4 separate regions of the Mus musculus genome follow, and all the other regions are linked to region 3. A link is a contact called in public HiChIP or PLAC-seq and promoter capture Hi-C data. All regions are on one chromosome and are shown on one strand. Each heading gives the region's core, a stretch centred on a gene start, on an enhancer-like site or on the middle of the called end of the contact. The rest is flanking DNA. Distances are from core to core; before and after follow the strand shown.

Region 1 (2,700 bases), core at 198-2,697, 980 kb after region 3:
TTTCCAAAAATCCTAGACACCCATCTGTGCCATACACTCATAAGATTGCTGTCCTTCTTCACCTAACCCAGTGACCTAGGTTGCCACCTCTACTGTCACACATACAGAAAACCCATCATTACCCCTTCCCTGGTTATCCCAAGTACATATCTGGTCACCTTGTACATCATCTGTGTCACAAACAGGCTGTGGCCACCATCCCCTCACTCACTTTTTCCTCTGCTCTGGGGGCTCTAATCGAGCTGCCAGCCCAAAATCCCCCACCTTCAGTTCCATGTTATCCGTGATGAAAAAATTTCCTAGACAGTAGCAGAGAGACGCGTCAGATTCTTAACGCCTTTCATCCCTCCGCAGGTCTCCACCCTTCAGACCAGACGCAGGAATCTCACCCAGCTTGAGATCTCTGTGTAAGATACCCCTCTGGTGCAAGTACTTGAGGCCAGAAAGGATCTGGCGCAGGTAGTAGCGAACCTCTGGTTCCAACAGGGTGTGTCGGGCCTTCCAGATGTGGGCCAGGGACTGCAGAAAGTCACTGTTTCAGACCCCGCTTGCCTTCCCAGACCCTCCCTCCATCTGTGTTTGCTAAAGATGACAAGAACAGCTTTGGATCTTAAGAACCCGCTTCCTCCCCTACCCCTGTTCCCAATGAACCCACCCCGCCCCCATTCCGGACCTTTCGGCTACAGAGCTCCAGGAAAATGTATATGTTGTCAGCATCCTCGAAATGATGTGAAAAGCGAACGATATGGCGGTGCTGTAGGTCTCGGTGCAACTCTATCTCATTTAGGATCTGCGACAGGGGAGTGAAATCCTCATCTTTCCAGGGTTCCCACGCCACCATCCCCTCCCCATCCCTTGGACCGCAGGGCCTGGACCCACCTTCTCGCGCTGATGCGGCTTGGCGACGCGACTCTGTGGGATGACTTTGACCGCGTAGGCTATACCAGACTCGGTGTCAGTGGCTTCATAGCAGCGTGCGAAGCCCCCCTAGAAAGAAGAAGCTGCATCATCGATCTGGGCGCTCCGGAGTGGCCGGATCCGGCCCGTAGAGCTCCTCTCCACCTCCGGAGTGGCCCGGTCGGGTCCGCAGAGCTCCCCTCCACCTCCGTCAACGCTACCCCGGAGCCCCGACCCACCTTGCCCAACAAGCGACCCTTGGTGTAGGTACGGCCGCTGAGAGGGTCGGTGATGAGGCGACCAGGAGGATCCGGCGCCCGTGGCCCGGCCAGCACCTCAGGTTCCGATCGCGGGGAGGCATTGGCAGGCGGCCCCGGGCCGGCGGGGGGCGCGGACGGGGCAGCCGCGCGCGGGAAGGGGCGCGGAGACAAGAAGCCGGCGGCGGGCTCCATGCGGACGGCGCGGCGCAGCGCCTGCCGAGCTGGTTCTCGGTTCCGCCCGGCCCCGGCCGCGCGTGGCGCTGCCTGGTTTCTCTACGCTGCGATCGCGCCAGGGCAAGGGGGAGTCCGACGTTTTTATCAATGAACCCCTGCCCCCTCCCCGGTGTTTCGTCATCTCGAGCTCCGCCCCTTTCCTGGCTGCCAGGCTTGGAGAGGCCACGCCCATTGCTCCGCCTTACGTCACCTGAAAGATCTTCCCTTGCCTGGGCGTTCTTAAAGGCCACTCCTCCTGCTCTGGCCTTAAAGGAGCCCCGGTTGAGCTAGTCGCCTGGCAGGTGTAACCCTGCTCCGTTTCTCTAGGCTACCCAGTGCAAGTGACTCTTTTTTTCCCCTTCATCCTTAGAATGTGTGCTGAAGTCGGAGTGGAGGCCAGTTATCCGGAGGCCTCTTTCGAGCAACAGTAAGGGTTAGCATTCAAACTGGGGAGGAAAGACAGGGGTGTTGCAAACTGCTCAGTGCACATCACCAACACAGGTGGTTTCCTGCAAGCATCTCTTGCTCTGGTACAGAGCATGCTGCCCTCTTCGGGGACTGTGGAATAGCACGCTGCAGAGCCCGATTTACCTGGTCTGGGACTGTGCAATGGGTTTGTGGAACAGAGCCTGGTATTCAAGGTTTTATGTTTGCGTTTTGTTTTTCCAAGACAGGGTGTCTCTGTGTGGCCCTGGCTGTCCCAGAACCCACTATGTAGACCAGGCTGGCTTTGAAATCAAAGATCCACCTGCCCCTGCCTCCCAGTATTCACTGTTTTTCACCATGTTCCAGGCTACATCTTCTGCTACCCAATTCTACCTTATTATTCTTCTGAGGGAAAGGAGAGCTGAGGCAGAGTAGCTGTCATGTGATCCAGGCTGGCTTTGAACTCGAGGTCCTTCTGTCTTCACCTTTGACATGATGGGACTCCAGACCTGTACCTCTGCCCCAGACCCTGAGTTCCCCATCATATTCTCAAAAATACCTATTGCACCGAGTCAGCAGGCAAAAGGCCAGACAGTGAGGAATGAGAACTGGACACTCTTAGGTGCTAGAGACCTGCAACTGGGCAGTTAGCTTTGAAGTCCATTACAGATAAACTCAAGTAGGTGGCAGGAATCTATGATCTATGTGGAATCTTTTTCTGTGTGGGTTTTTTTTTTGGGGGGGGGGTGTTGTGGAGGGTTGTTTTGGTTTTTGTTTTGTTTTGTGACAGAGTTTCCAGGAAGCCAGGAATTCGACCTGTAAACCAGACTGGCCTTGACTTCCTACCTGTCTCTGCCCCTCCACCACTGCCCGGCTTCGATGTGAAATCTTTTTTTTTTTTTTT
Region 2 (2,700 bases), core at 139-2,638, 640 kb after region 3:
CAGCGTGCTTAGATATAATAATAAATAAGTCTTTAAAAAAAAGTGCACACTACTGTACCCTGACCATTAGTTTCATTCTTTTGAGAAAGGGTATTGCTGTGATGCAAAGGATGGTTTTAAATTCATAGGCTCAAGTGTTCCTCCAGCCTCAGCCTATGGAGTAGTGTGGGACAGACAGGCAGATTGTCATCATTATTGTTGTTTGACATACATACGGTATCACTATGTAGCTCTTGGTTAGCCTGGAACCCTTAGATCAGGTTGGCTTTGAATTTACAGGGTTTACCCTTATTATCCAAGCACCACCAAAGACAATCCCTCAATACTAGTACACTGGGTATTAGCTTTTCTTTCTTTCTTTCTTTCTTTCTTTCTTTCTTTCTTTCTTTCGTTCTTTCTTTCGTTCTTTCCTTTTTTGGGGGGGTATTAGCTTTTCATTTGTTTGGTTTATAAAGACAAGGTCTCACTATGAAGCTCTGCCTATCCTGGAACATAGACCAGGCTATCCTTGAACTCAGAGATCTCCCTACCTCTGCTTCCCAAGAGCTGAGACTAAATGTGTGCACCACTATGCCTGGCTTCACTGAAGTTTTTTTTTTTTTTTTTTTAAACAGCTCTTCAAAGATAGTAAATTCAGAGATCAGCTGAAAAGAAGCAGGTTTTGGTATAGATAAAATTGACATATGTATCATTTAGCAGTTACTGGACATTTAACTGAAATACATATAACTCTCACTTGAGAGGTAAGGCAAGAAGATCAAGAATTCAAATTAATTCTCAGCTGTCTGGCAAATCTGAAGTAGCCTAGGCTGGAGAGATCCTGCCTCAAAAAAAAAATTAAAATGTTAAAAGTTCTGTAAGGTATTTAAGTATCTTGTCAGTATTGGCTTGTTCCATAGGAGAACCCAAGGGGATTTGCCTGTGAAAAATTGAATGCACAGCATGTGTGATTCCCGTCCAGGGAAGCTGACCAGGCCAATACAGCTGTTCTTGGCTTTCTTGCAGAGGGATTTGTTCAGAGGCTGCACAGCTGAGTCTGCACTGGGAGTTGCTTATGGGGAAGTGAACGTTCCTGCTAATGGGGCACACAGTGTTTAGCAACCTAGAAATCTTCCTTGTTGGCAGATCTTAAACTTCCTTGCTTCATACATGCATGCATGGGTCTTGAGACATCGAGAAGTTGTGGTTTTTGAGGGCTCATGGGCTTATAAGCCCCACCAGCGAGTTCTCCAGCATCAGGCAAGGCAAATGGACTGTGGAAAAAAATAAATTCTTTTTTGTTTCCCTCCCTGGATCTCATTTCTACTTTTCCATCCTGCCGAGGGAAGCCAGAGTCTGTTAGTCACTGAGTCCTCGTCCTGCCTCCTCTTCTCTCTGCTCCCCCTTCTGGCTGTGGATTTACTTTTTCCCTCCCTCTCGTCCTGCCTTTCTTTTTAAACAGGATCCTTCTATGTCATTCATGCTGGCTTTGGATCTTATCTTGCCTTAGCCTCCCAAGTATTACAAGTATAAACTTGAGCCACCACACCCAGCTAAGGTGACTTTCTTGGGTGTTGACACATATTTGTAAATATGTGTTTCTCTGAACCAAAACCAAGAGTCTTACCATGACCAGGCCTTCAGAAAATACAAATACACATAGTCTTAGTTTCTTCTGCCTGACATTCAGCCATGTATGTAATGTGAGTGGTTCCTGAAGATGAGCCTTCCATGCCATGCTGCCACCATGTCAAAGAAGTGAACTGTTTCTTTAGATGTTTAGCTTTTAGATGTTTTGCCGGCACGATCAGTCCCATTTCTTTTCAGTCTAGGCACTTCTGGTCTGAATTTGGGCAGATTCACCCAGAGTGAGAAGTTGTGGTGTTAATGCTTTCCGTATACCGCTGTAAGATTTCCAAGGTGGATCACAAAGAGGGTTAAGCAGGCTAACAGGCTTTCCTTATGAGAAATTATTTTCAGCTGTTCTTTCTGCCTTGCCAAGCCTGCTCTGCTTCCTATAGGAGATCTGATGATGCTCTGTACGGTGCTGCCCCCTACTGGTTCTTTTTGATGCTTCTGTCACCATGTTCTTTTAAACAAACAAAAAGATTGTGAGTTAGGCAGGTCAGGTATGCCTACCTGGTATATGGGGAAATTGAAGCACAACTGGCCTTACTTGTTGATTTGTTTTTCCAAAATGAAACCATTCATAGAAGGCATAATTGAACTAAAATTCAATTTAAATCTCTTGTCTGTTTTACCATTAGTACTCTAGTCCTTGATAAGTTCAGTATCATATTCTAAAAATTAAGGTACTCACTTGTAGAATTCATCCTTTTTTTTTCTCCATTGGAAAGAGGATGGAGATAATGGATCTTGAAAGGGTTGAGTAAATTCTTTTTAAAAGATTGATTTATTCATCTATTTTACCTCTATGAGTGTTGTGTCTCTATACCAGAAGAGAGCATCAGATACAGATGCAACATGTGGTTCCTGGGTATTGAACTCAGGATCTCTGGACGAGAAGTCAAGTGTCCCTAACCACTAAGCCATCTCTCCAGCCCAAGTGAATTCATTTTTGAGTTCCTGTCCTGCGTGGCGTTCTCTCATTCAAATGCTATGACCACTGACTCCTTGTATAATGCATGTAGTTGTAGAAAGATGTACTCTGGAGCCAGACTCTATAATCTGCCTGATTCTGCCTTTAATATAATAGAATAA
Region 3 (2,739 bases), core at 79-2,578:
GAGAACTTCTGCTGACTTGATTTTTTTAAAAAGACTTATTTTATATATGTGAGTACAATGTCATTGTCACTATCTTCAGACACACCAGAAGAGGGCATCAGATCCCATTACAGATGGTTGTGAGCCACCATGTGGTTGCTGGGAATTGAACCCAGGATCTCTGGTAGAGCAGTCAGTGCTCTTAACCACTGAGCCATCTCTCCAGCCCCTGCTTTTTTTGATGTTTAAATAAGAAAAACTTCAGTATAAAGAACATGTAAAAAACCAAAACATTTTTTGTTTCTCAGAGCAGGTTGCACTTCAAAATCCTGACTTGTTCTAGAACTCATGTTGTAGACCAAGTTGACCTTGAATCTATGGCAATCCTCCTTCCTCAGTTCCTAAGTGCTGGGAACCCAGGAGTGAGCTACTGTGGGTCTTAGCATCTTGTTATGAAAGTGGACTTGCCTCACACAGCCTTCCCTCACCTATATAGGAATGCAACACCACTTCCAACCTGGCAAGCACTGCTATCATATCGAAAGATGCCAACACTTTTGGAGTCCTCAAAAAAAAAAAAGTGTAAATAAATAAAGTGTTGCTGGGCATGTTGTACACTCCTTTAATCCTAGCATTTAGGAGGCAGAGACAGGTGAATTTCTGTGAGTTCAAGTTCAGCCGGGTCTACATAAGGAGTTCCAGGATAGCTAGGGCTATAAGGAGATAGGTAAGCTCCTGCTTCCTCAGAAAAGAACTAATCAGGAGCTGGAGATGGCTCAGTGGTTAAGCACACCTGGTGCTCTTCTAGAGGAGCGGTTGGGATCACAACTTTAATTTGGGCTCCAGGGGTATCAGACTGAGGTCTAGTCTCTTCAAGGAGCGCCCGCACTACCTGCACATGCACACAATCAAAGAGCATTTTTGGTTTTCTTTAAAGATGGGGTAGTCACGGTGCCTCTTAATCATGGTTTATGAAATCGAGTTAACGTAAGCGCTCAAAATAGTAGCGGAGCAGGTTTCTAATCCTCTCCTCCCCGGCCTGGAAACAGCCTTGCGGGGCTGGGCCAGGCCTCGGAGCTGCAGCCCTCTGATCCTGGCTTGCCCAGTGAGCTGGCCCGAGGTCCCGGAATGCCGCTTGCTCCGGCTCCGCGGTGCGGGGATGTGCTCTCGCCCGAGGTCCACTCGTGCGGACCGTAACCCTGCCAGACAGGCAGAGTACGCCGGCTCCCCTCGCGCTGCAGACGCCCGGCCGCGGCCGCCGCCCTAAGCGCCGCCCGCCGCCCTCTCACCCCGCGGCGGCGGCGGCGGCGGAAGCGGCGGGGCGGGCCGGCCGGGCCGGGGCGGGGCGCGAGAGGCATGGAGGAGGCGGAGGCCGCGGAGGCCGCGGCGCGCGGGGCCGAGCTGTGCGGGCCCGAGCGCGGCCCGAGCGGGGCCCGGGGCCCCTGAGCCGTAAGTGCCTCCCAGTGCGGGTCTCAGAGGGGTGATGCGGGCTGGGTGGGTCTTCTGAACCTTCCGGCGTCCCTGATCCCTGAGAGGAGAGGAGTTGAGCCAGATGGGAAGAGACGAGGGTGGAGGATTGGGGTGCAGGAGGTCGCTGTTACTGTTCTACCCCAGGGCTGGGAAGGACTGGGATTTGGACCTTTTAAGGACTGATGAATCGTTAAGAGTTGATTGAGTTACTGGCCTCCGCCGCTAAGGCCCTGATCCTGCACACAGTTCCTCTAGCCCCAGGGAATTTTCAGGTGATCCAACTCCTCCAAAGATTTTCTGGCCAGACCCAGAGAAGTTAAGCCACGTTGCCTAGGGCACACAGCTCAGCAGTTTGCTGAGAGAAGTCATTCCAGAAGGCATTAAGCTTTGGGACAAGCATCTTACTCTATGTGACTCTATATATAGTCCCCTCAGATTCCTGAAGTCATGGACTGGCCGGGACAGGGGTGACTCCCTAATCCAGTATGGATGACTGGAAGCCCAGTCCCCTCATCAAGCCCTTTGGGGCTAGGAAGAAACGGAGCTGGTACCTTACCTGGAAGTATAAACTGACAAACCAGCGGGCCCTGAGGAGATTCTGTCAGGTAAATGAGGTCCCACGTGTCCCAAAAGCTGCTCCCTAACTTTACTCTAACAGACTAGGAACTAACTACCTTGGCTATCAAGAAGAGGCAGCAAATTCCTGGAGGGGAAACCTCTGTCTGTTACAGCCTTCTCAGGCAGTGGTTTAGAGCCAGGATTCTGGAATCAGAACCCTAGTCTGACCTCGGCATCCAACAGAAACCAGAAGTCTGGTCAGGCAGGCTTTGCCCCTGACACCCAACTGTCAGGCAGTGTGGCCCACGTTCTTCTGTGTCTCTGGCTCTCCGCTGTGGTTCTCGGGTCCTAAATCCATCTCAAGGAACTAGTTATGGAGGGGACCAAGGAAGTCAAGGACTCAAATGGGAAAATACAAGACCACGGGGTAGGAAGGACCTGGTTGGTGGAGGGAAACCTGCCAGGGAACATTCTCTGGGAGATGGCCACAAATCCGTGTCCTTATTGGGAACCAGAAAGTGGAGAGACTGGTCCCTGTGTCCTCTTCAGCCAAGGTCATACTTTCAGAAGGCCCTTGTGATCTGGAGAGGGCTGGCTGCAGTCACCCCCATTTTCCTACTCAGACAGGGGCTGTGCTTTTCCTGCTGGTGACCGTCATTGTCAACATCAAGTTGATCCTGGACACTCGGAGAGCAATCAGCGAGGCCAATGAAGACCCAGAACCAGAGCAAG
Region 4 (2,700 bases), core at 64-2,563, 570 kb after region 3:
CCAAGAGAACTGTGCCTGAGTACCTCCCTTCAGAGATTCTGTGAGCTAATTACTCTTCCTCAAACAATTCCCTGTTTAGGTTATGCTTCTGTTCAAGGATAAATCACACAGCATTTAAAATAAAAAGATAATTTTATTATTTAAACTCCACTCATGTTCAGCCTCTTGCAATTTTATTTCCTACTATACATTTTCATAAACTCAGCTGTCAGTAGCACTACATTCCATTGGTGTTATTATTTTCAGTGCTGGGAATTGAACCCTGGACCACATGGTACATTACCATTGCTTTCTGCCCCTAGTATTTATTTATTTATTTATTTTTTTTTGTTATTCGAGACAGGGTTTCTCTGTGCAGCCCTGGCTGTCTTGGAACTCACTCGGTAGACCAGGCTGGCCTCGAACTCAGAAATCCGCCTGCCTCTGCCTCCTGAGTGCTGGGATTAAAGGCGTGCGCCACCATGCTCGGCTCCTAGACATATTTTAATTATGTCTCACATGCTAAAGATTTCTGAAGGGAGGCCCCTAAACCGTTGGGAGTAAGACCTATATCCCACTGCTCTTATTCTTCTTTAGCAGTCTGTTCAGCTATAAAATTATGAACCCTTGAGATCCATGGCTATGGAAAGTGTGAGGAAATCTGTACCTGATGAACAGTTGGGTAGAATTGTTATTCCCTTCGAAGATCTTTCATATCTCTCCTTTCCATCTAGCTGGTGATACCAATCCTCTAAGCCTTCCCTGAATTCAATCTCTCCCTTTGGCATTTCGTTTAAGTTATACTTACTGCTCTTTCTCAAGTTGTTAGGAATTATGTGCTAATTTTAGCTTGTCAATATACTGCGTTCCTGCAGGACACTGCATTCGATCCAGCAGAACACCTTATTCAAAAGCCGCGCCAGTTTAGTGCTTGTTTAATTGGCTTAATTAATTTACCATTCGCTTCTGTTTGGGGGGGTTTGATTGGTCTCTCTTGTGTCCCGCCCTCTGAGACTCTTTAGACTAGGTTTTCCCCAAGGTGAATTCTCTCCGGTTCCGCTTTTTCAACACACTGTCCCCTCTGTTTTTAACTCCACTCTCTTCCTATTGGTTCCCTTCATCTTCTAAGAGTTGGCGCCGAGCGTTGCTGATTGGCTTTTCTGTACGCCCATTGTGCCCACCCTCGTACCACGTGGCATTCCTAACGTTAATTGGGCAACTCTATTAGCTCGTTTGTCAAAGGTTGACGATTGATTGGCTGCTCTGAGGGAGGCCTGAGGAGGGGGCGGAGCTCACGGGGCCCCGCCCCCAGCCCCCTGCCCCCCAGGCGTTTCAGACACTCACCGGCGGGGAGCCGAGAGTTTCCAGCTGCCTTCTCAGTCCCAGCGGTGATCCGCCTCCGGGCCCCGCCGAGTAGGCGGGGGAAAGCAGCTCAGACCGCAAGGCCATGGCAGTAGCCTCCAGCTCCTGCGCCGCCGCTGGCCCTGAGCAATCTCCGGCTTCTGCCCAAGGGACCCTCACCTCCTCCGCAGGCTAAACAGCCGCGGCCGGGAGCTGCTATGCTCGCTCTGGGCCGCTGCCTCCCTTACCCTCTGGCCGGCGCAGACGCCCCCTCCGCGGCTCAGTTGTGCCTCAGGTAACGTCGGGAGAGTGCCTGGGGACCAAGGCTCGGCATCCCTGCCCTGCGCGCAGCTTGGCTCATGGGTCGCTGAGCACTGGACAATCCGGTGCTGTACTTGAGATTCTCAAAGAAGCGGGGACTGTCTCTTGCCCCTCTCCCCCTTTCCTTCTCAGTTCCCTCCGGGTCCCGGGACAGTCCCCACCTCGTCTCAGGGGTCAAGAACCCATTGGACGTTATACTCAAAAGGGTTGTTTGTGTCTGACCTTCCTCACTTGTGAAGTTGTGGAATCCTTCACGTCCCGTTCCCCTACTGAGTGTGCCTCACTAGTCTCCGAGCCCCCTTCTCCCTCTGAGATCTGGATTCCCTCCGAAACGTGCTCATCTCTCCTAACCACCCTGACTCCTATCCTAAGAGACTTCTCTCCTTTTTATTCACGTTCTTACCCTTCATTTTGAAGAAGACTCTTATCTAAACTACGATTCTGATTTAGTTGGAAATAAAAGCCAGATTAGTCCAATTGAAAAACCTTTTAATTTAAACCTCTGAGAAAAACTTGTTAAAGAATTTGGACTTTATTTGTAGGCATACGGAGCCATTGAAGGTTGTAAGCAGGAGTTTGATATGGATTATCTCTGGAAAATGTGAAAGAAAGATTGAAAGTAAGACCGGAGGGCAGAAGGCCCAGGTAGTCAGGAGGCTGCTGTGTTTTGTGCGTGAGAAGAGGATGAATGGACTGGAATAGTTGTGGAAAATGAAGAGAATGGCATGAAATTCCAAGAATTTTAGAATAGAATTTAGAGGGTTTTTTGCTTTCTGCTTTTCTACATAAGGGCTTTCTCATTGGTTTATGGTATTGGGTTGGTGGTGCTAACAATGTAAAGAAGTAGATCTGAAGAATGATAAGTTGGGTTGTGGACAAGTTCAACCCGAGTTTTTCAAATAGAGGTGGAAAGTTGCTCATAGAACTGATTAAGTTAGGCTCTAAAGACATAAATTGGAATTAAATAGGAATACTTGAAACCTTAGCACCCCCTCGTAGTACTCCAGAAAGCGGAGAATTGGGCTGTGGACAGAGGCAGCATTGCTGAGGATAACAGAC

The links. Promoter capture Hi-C pulls out the DNA fragments that hold promoters and counts their contacts. HiChIP or PLAC-seq counts read pairs in DNA pulled down with a chosen protein or histone mark.
Region 1: a promoter capture Hi-C map of erythroid cells shows a contact between it and region 3, with 3 times the contacts expected there. The contact joins the promoter of Plk3 here to the promoter of Pomgnt1 in region 3. A contact is called at or near these places in 4 of 39 promoter capture datasets (erythroid cells, hippocampal neurons, liver and 1 more), 1 of 484 Hi-C or Micro-C datasets (rod photoreceptor), 5 of 115 datasets of contacts at active chromatin or transcription factors (T-cell acute lymphoblastic leukemia, embryonic stem cells, forebrain and 2 more) and 2 of 9 other capture datasets (adipose tissue and liver).
Region 2: a contact with region 3 is called in an H3K4me3 HiChIP or PLAC-seq map of bone marrow-derived macrophages, with 6 times the contacts expected there. The contact joins the enhancer-like site here to the promoter of Pomgnt1 in region 3. A contact is called at or near these places in 10 of 39 promoter capture datasets (the 3T3-L1 cell line, the C10 cell line, cranial neural crest and 5 more), 4 of 15 datasets of contacts at CTCF or cohesin (the NIH/3T3 cell line, large pre-B cells and pro-B cells), 15 of 484 Hi-C or Micro-C datasets (the Ba/F3 cell line, the C2C12 cell line, the G1E-ER4 cell line and 9 more), 3 of 115 datasets of contacts at active chromatin or transcription factors (astrocytes, bone marrow-derived macrophages and embryonic stem cells) and 4 of 9 other capture datasets (adipose tissue, liver, macrophages and 1 more).
Region 4: a promoter capture Hi-C map of erythroid cells shows a contact between it and region 3, with 2.1 times the contacts expected there. The contact joins the promoter of Tesk2 here to the promoter of Pomgnt1 in region 3. A contact is called at or near these places in 7 of 39 promoter capture datasets (the 3T3-L1 cell line, HPC-7-derived erythroid cells, cranial neural crest and 4 more), 1 of 15 datasets of contacts at CTCF or cohesin (large pre-B cells), 2 of 484 Hi-C or Micro-C datasets (the Ba/F3 cell line and muscle stem cells), 4 of 115 datasets of contacts at active chromatin or transcription factors (bone marrow-derived macrophages, large pre-B cells, microglia and 1 more) and 1 of 9 other capture datasets (adipose tissue).

What each region holds. Positions count from the first base shown.
Region 1 is chr4:117,132,516-117,135,215 of GRCm38.p6, forward strand. Plk3 (polo like kinase 3) reads right to left here and starts at 1,448. Exons shown (of 15, transcript NM_013807.3): 1 at 1,137-1,448; 2 at 880-987; 3 at 674-790; 4 at 390-519; 5 at 212-299. The coding sequence starts at 1,349.
Region 2 is chr4:116,787,138-116,789,837 of GRCm38.p6, forward strand. All of the region lies in intron 4 of Tesk2 (testis-specific kinase 2), which reads left to right. Among named protein-coding and RNA genes, the nearest start is that of Toe1, 19 kb to the right of the region's middle. Within about 2 kb of position 1,389, at least 87 of the 459 cell types and tissues checked have an H3K27ac peak or open chromatin away from gene starts, as enhancers often do. A contact at or near this core is called in the Ba/F3 cell line, the C2C12 cell line, the NIH/3T3 cell line and 5 more, where this site is marked.
Region 3 is chr4:116,149,190-116,151,928 of GRCm38.p6, forward strand. It overlaps Pomgnt1 (protein O-linked mannose beta 1,2-N-acetylglucosaminyltransferase), which reads left to right and starts at 1,329. Exons shown (of 22, transcript NM_026651.2): 1 at 1,329-1,428; 2 at 1,876-2,054; 3 at 2,631-2,739. The coding sequence starts at 1,935.
Region 4 is chr4:116,719,642-116,722,341 of GRCm38.p6, forward strand. It overlaps Tesk2 (testis-specific kinase 2), which reads left to right and starts at 1,314. Exons shown (of 11, transcript NM_146151.4): 1 at 1,314-1,615.